Regions from separate parts of the Zea mays genome. Here region 1 is linked to region 2. Evidence: chromatin contacts called from public Hi-C data. All regions are on one chromosome and are shown on one strand. The core of a region is the stretch at or near the end of the contact, and the rest is flanking DNA. Distances in the headings are between cores, read along the strand shown. Region 1 has its middle 18 kb from the start of LOC103631866. Region 2 holds the start of LOC103631853.

Region 1 (2,966 bases), core at 274-2,773, 260 kb after region 2:
ATAAATGATTATAAAGAACATTATTGGGTAAATAAAAGTGGTCAAGGGCATAACTTGCCTTCAATGAGCTCCTGCTTAGCAACTTCTACCTGCTGAACACCCAGATCCTCGGCCACTGGCCCTTCTACTCGCCACAATACAAACAAATATGGTACAAGGATAAACTAACATCACACCAAACATGAATACATAATACATAATAATAATCTACATGTCGTAACGAGATCGTAGGAAAAAGAATCACTAAATTCAGAGTTACGGATTTTAAGTTATGATTTTCCGAAGTTCGTATGTGCTTGGTACAAAATTAATTGAGTAATCAATTCTAGTATAGTTTTCATGTTAAAACAATGTTACCAAGTGATAGACAATATTAATACAAAACTATAGGAACTGGAATGGACTAAAAAGAAGCTAAAATGAATTTTATAGGAATTAATCAAGTTTCTGCAATTGATTTTGTACTAGAAATCATTTTCTAAATAATTTCTCTGGTTTCATTAAATGTATGGACTGCGCTCACTAATAACAGATAGCTCGAGGTTAAACTTGCAAAATGCCCTAGACTCAGACTATAGTTGAGAGGATCGCGGGTTGATTTCTATCTTCTGCGGGGTCTCTTTGACAAAATCTCCTGGCCCAAGGGGTATGCTTTGCCCAGAGCCGTCCGATCCCAATCGGACGCACCAGATTAGACCAAGACCCCGCGAATTGGTACGTGATGCAGACCGCCCGATCCGCAATCAACGCACACGATTTAACACAACTGATGTAGGTATCGATCGTCCAATCCTGATCGGACGCTCCCCGACCCCATACCTCAATCGATATTCTCGTTTTGATCTAGACCGCCCATCCTGTGGCCGACGGCCACAACACCCTGGCCAAACCTGAGGCCGCCAGAAGCAGCGCCGCCCCGCGCCCGCGGCGGACCATCACTGGCGCACCGCAGATCCGCACGAATGGCGCCCCAATTCGAACCCGAGAGGTGCTACGCACGTAGAAAAGTAAGACAAGGCATACGGAGGGGTTATCACCACAAGTCGGAACAGTGGTGGCCCTGCCCACACGATTGCGCGCTCGGCGGTGATTCTCCGGTGACGACGAGCAATTCTTGTCCCCAAGAAGCTCCCTTGCGCTCACCATGGCCTCGGCGAGCAACCTTGCAACCCCGAGTAGCTCAACAATGTATCGCCACTGCCCAGCGCACCACAATCACATGCGTCTGCGACGGTGGGGGTCTTCTCCTTTGGTTTGACCCAGTCTACATGGCGGCGGCGTAGATGGGGAAGTTGGAGCGTGAGAAAAGGAGCGAGCAGCGACTCCAGGGAAGGCGGGCGTGGATATATGCACCGCGGACCCGGAATCCTCGGCTCGATCGTGGACGTGCGCGGCCAATTCAGGCTCCGTTGCAGCGCGGGTTCCCTGGAAGGGACGGTTCTGTTTGACCGGGCCCACATGTCATACGGACCAACGAGATCAGCCATGGAGAAAGGGCAGTGGTCCACCCGCCAGCGAGAAAGCCAGGGACGCGAGTACGTGCGGGGTAAGTCGCTGGTAGGGGGTCCCACCGGTCAGCGCGTGTTGTCGTCCTCTGGGCCACGCGGGAGAGGTGAGGATCTGGGCCGAAAATGGTGTAGTGAGCCTAGCTTGATTTCAAATTTGAATTAAATTTTGATTGTGGGTTTCACACTTTGGCCAATTGCGCAAATTCAAATTCTAACGTAAATAATATTTATTTATATATTTTATTTTTATTTATATAAGATTTTCTTTCTCCCTTTCTCTTTGTTATTTCCCTTTTACAATTCTCCAATTTAGGACTTAAATCCAATTTTTTGATATTAATTTATTTCCATTAATGTGACTACTAGTATAATTAAATGCACATACAAGTAAAAGCCAACATGATGCACAAATTAGAGATGTGTCATTTGTTAATTATTTACTTTTAAATGTGGTGTTCACATGTGTTAATAAGTAAAAGCCATACACATAAAGAAAATCAATCTCTATTTTTTACTATTTACAATTTGGGCATTACAAAAATTCGTAGTTGTTAGCCTTCGATATTAATGAAAAATCACGCTAGCACTCGATATTAACGAAAACTCATGCTTTGGCTGTTTTCTGCCAAAAATATTGGACATATGCCTAACGATCATGAGTGATAGTCTCTTATTACTTACCCTAGACATGTTTCCTTGACATAAAACATATTATTTGATTTTTGGTGGAGACCATTTATCAGTAAAATCCATAATTGTTAGCCTTCTATATTAACGAAAACTCACGCTTAGGCCGTTTTCGGCCAAAAATGCTGGTCATATGCCAATTGATCGTGAGTGGGACTCTCCTATTACATATCACACATTTGTTTCCTTGACATAAACCACATTTCTTGGTTTTTGGTGGAGACCATTTATCGGTCAAAAATCCATAGGTGTTAGCCTTCGATATTAACGAAAACTCACGTTGTGAGAGTATCCTATTACTTACCTCACACATGTTTCCTCCATATAAACCATATTTTTTGGTTTTTTGTGGAGACCATTTATCAGTCAAAAATCCATGTGTTATACTTCGATATTAATGAAAACTCACGCTTTGGCCTTTTCGGCCAAAAATACTGGCCATATGCCCATTGATCATGAGTGAGAGTATCATATTACATACCCCATACAAGTTTCCTAGACATAAATCATATTATTTGGTTTCTCATGGAGACCATTTAGGTAAAAAATCCATAGGTGTTAGCCTTCGAAATTAACGAAAACTCATGCTTTGGCTATTATCGGCCAAACATACTAGTCATACACCCATTGATCTTTAGTGAGAGCCTACTGTTACTGACCCCACACATGTTTCCTTGACATAAACTACTGATAGTCGCCTAGAGGGGGGGGGTGAATAGGGCGAAACTGAAATTTACAAAAATAATCACAACTACAAGCCGGGGTTAGCGT
Region 2 (2,887 bases), core at 292-2,791:
AGAACAATAATAATACATTTAGTTCAAAATACAGCAAGACATTTAGTTCTAGTTTTAGCTCGTGGCCGTTTACAAGATGACTTATTTTACCTTATTTCCACTGACCCTCTTTTGCACAAATAAATCTAAATGATCTCAGTATTCCAATAGATTTTCTTTTGTTTGCATCTCTCATTCTAACCTCAAAACCGTGTTACCATATGTATTCCAAAACTTCCAAGCCTCTACCTCATCCTGAAACTTCATGCCAATTTCAGGCACCATAACAGGAAGTACGCCATGTCTAAAACATCAAGAGCAGGGTCTCAATTTTCCTTATGAGCGATAAAAAAATAGAAGAACAACAAACATGTGAGTTCTATCTTTGACATGCTGCCTCCAGGATCATCTCCTACCTCTCCATTCTTAACAAGAGGTGTATATTGTCTAAAAATAGATAACAAGCTAGCAGCTTAGCAGTTTGCACAATATTATTGTTCTTCATAAACTATCAAAAATCAGAAGAAGAATAAGTATGGGTGTTGTATTATTTACCTTTTGTCTTCTTGATAATTCTTGTTCGGATCTTCTTCCAATAGGGATGTCTGCACATCTATGGCTGCTCGTACACCACCAAGTCTGAGCGAAGATGCGTGGATCGGATTCCGCCGCCGCAGAGACCATGAGGTAGAGAGGGAGTTCCGTTTCAGTTCTTTGATTCTTTCGGAGGAAAAGGGAAAGGGTCCAGGAAAGCAAAAGGAGAGCGTGCGCAGGCACGCACCTGGGTTCTCGGCGTCGAGGACGGCGGCCATGACGCGGTCGGACGCGGCGTCCTGCGCGGGGCCCCAGTCCGTCCACGCGTCCTCGCCATAATGCAGGTCCGCGAACAGGGCCACTTTGAACACTCCTCCTGGCCAGAACCACAGCGGCGGCCGCCCCTTGGCGTCCGCGTGCTCCGTCGCCGGCCGCAGCGCGGCCACCGTGATCGCCAGTGCGGCGGCGAGCAGGGCGGGCGCGAGGCTGCGCCACCACTTGCACAACGCGGATTTGCTCGACGGCTTGGGCGGTGTGGTCCTGGGAGCGTCGGAGTCGAAGGGAGGTGGGCGACATTCACGGCGGGACTCGCCTGGTTGACGGGAGATGGAGACGGGATCTACGCGGATTTGCTCGACGGGTTGCGCCAGCCGTCGGGGCGCGTCCAAGGAGGATTTGGCGCAGGGGCGGGCGTTGCGGGCGCGGATGGAAAGGATTGCGCGCTGGCGATGGCAGGCGGCGGATTGCGCGTGGAGACCTTCCATCGGCGAGTAGTGGCGTGGCGGCAGATTTGGCGCAAGGGCGGCGGATTTGGCGCGGGCGCGGATGGAAAGGTCTGCGCGCTGGCGGATTGCGCGTGGAGAATAGAGCGGCAGGCGGCGGACCTTCCATCGGCGAGCAGGGCGTGGCGGTGGATTTGGCGCAGGGGCGGCGGTTTTGGCGCGGGCGCGGATGGAAAGGTCTGCGCGCTGGCGGATTGCGCGGGCGGCGGATTGCACGCGGCAGGCAGAACAGAGCGTGTGTGGACGTCTACAGTAACAACATATAGAGTAGGAGAGCTACTTTTCTTCGTTTTAGACATGGATCCTGATGGACACTATTGTAACATCGACATAGTTAATTAATCTCAGTAATTAATACCCTGTCTGTCTTGATTAGCCTGAGAGACCACAAACTTGCCACTTTTTTTTTGAAAGAATGTTAGGTGCTTTAATTGTGCCTTTCGTTCTCACACAGCAGCAGATCAGCAGAGAGCAAAAGGCAGCGTTCACCTATCGACCATCGTTTGGTGAGCTAACCATACCCATACTTGCCACTACACACTAGAGCTGAGATAGATGACACTAGCTAGGAGACAACTAGAGCATCTCTATCCAATCCTCAAGGAAAAAAGTGGCAAATATACAATTTCCTCAAAAGAGCCCAACAGGGCCCGAACAAATTTTCCAGGCCGGCCCATTAAAGTTGCAATGCCACGCAGCACAACTAGCCCAAATGGACCATGGATGTTTTGCAAAATAACCCTCCTTACTACCTGTATTCCGCATGGAGTCTATCGTGTCCTCCTCCCCGCCGCTAGCAGTAGCCGCTGATGTAGCCTCCATAGTCACACGCCGCCCTCACGCGGCACCCTCTTCAGAACTCGCCGCCTCCATGCTCCCTTCCGACCGCGCGCACGTCTCTTCCGTCCGTTTCGACGCCGTCCTAAAAGATCATATCAATAAGCTGATAAAGCTTTGATGTGCCTGAGCATCAGATCTGTTTATCTATTAGTTGAGTTCTTCAGATCATGGATGCTGTTGTACACTGTTATTTCAGAGCCTCATTGCTCAGAATATGGAGATTATCTGATCCTCATTGTATTAATATAAAGACCCATGTCATTTCCTATGTACGTTATGAAGGCCCATGTTAGTTCAACTTCATGCTACTTGGAAGGAACTACTCCCTGCATCCTGTAATGTAGTGTATTCTAGAGATTTTTGAGACTAATTAAGAGGAAATACAGACACATAAACTTAATTTCCTAATAAGATGTTACCATCAGTGTGATTAATGGAGTTTGGTTGATAAATTGCAAGTACCGATATAATACATACCAAATTTGTGCTATAATTCAATGCAAAACTGCCTCTTACCCCCCTAAAACTCCTTACATTTGGGTACACTTTTCGAATGCTTGAATGCACTAGATTACAGGACCGAGGGAGTAAATCATTATTATACTCTGTAGAGTATGTCATTTTACCTAGTAGTTTCTTTCATTATGAATGTCTGAGTAATGGCTATGTGGCTGTTGATGAAAGGTGCTTCATTGCTTGAATTCAATATTGGAAGGCTATCTTTATTCATAGTAGGTGCTTGTGGAACTGTT

What was found. Hi-C and Micro-C count contacts between places; a contact is called where the count stands out from the background.
Region 1: a contact with region 2 is called in a Hi-C map of leaf, with 4 times the contacts expected there. The contact joins the enhancer-like site here to the promoter of LOC103631853 in region 2.

What each region holds. Positions count from the first base shown.
Region 1 is chr7:819,133-822,098 of Zm-B73-REFERENCE-NAM-5.0, forward strand. No RefSeq gene overlaps it. Among protein-coding and RNA genes, the nearest start is that of LOC103631866, 18 kb to the right of the region's middle. Within about 2 kb of position 1,524, at least 20 of the 20 cell types and tissues checked have an H3K27ac peak or open chromatin away from gene starts, as enhancers often do. A contact at or near this core is called in leaf, where this site is marked.
Region 2 is chr7:555,405-558,291 of Zm-B73-REFERENCE-NAM-5.0, forward strand. It overlaps LOC103631853, which reads right to left and starts at 1,542. Exons shown (of 7, transcript XR_004851308.1): 1 at 761-1,542; 2 at 1-618. It overlaps LOC103631852 (transcription factor EMB1444), which reads left to right and starts at 2,057. Exons shown (of 12, transcript XM_035960782.1): 1 at 2,057-2,887.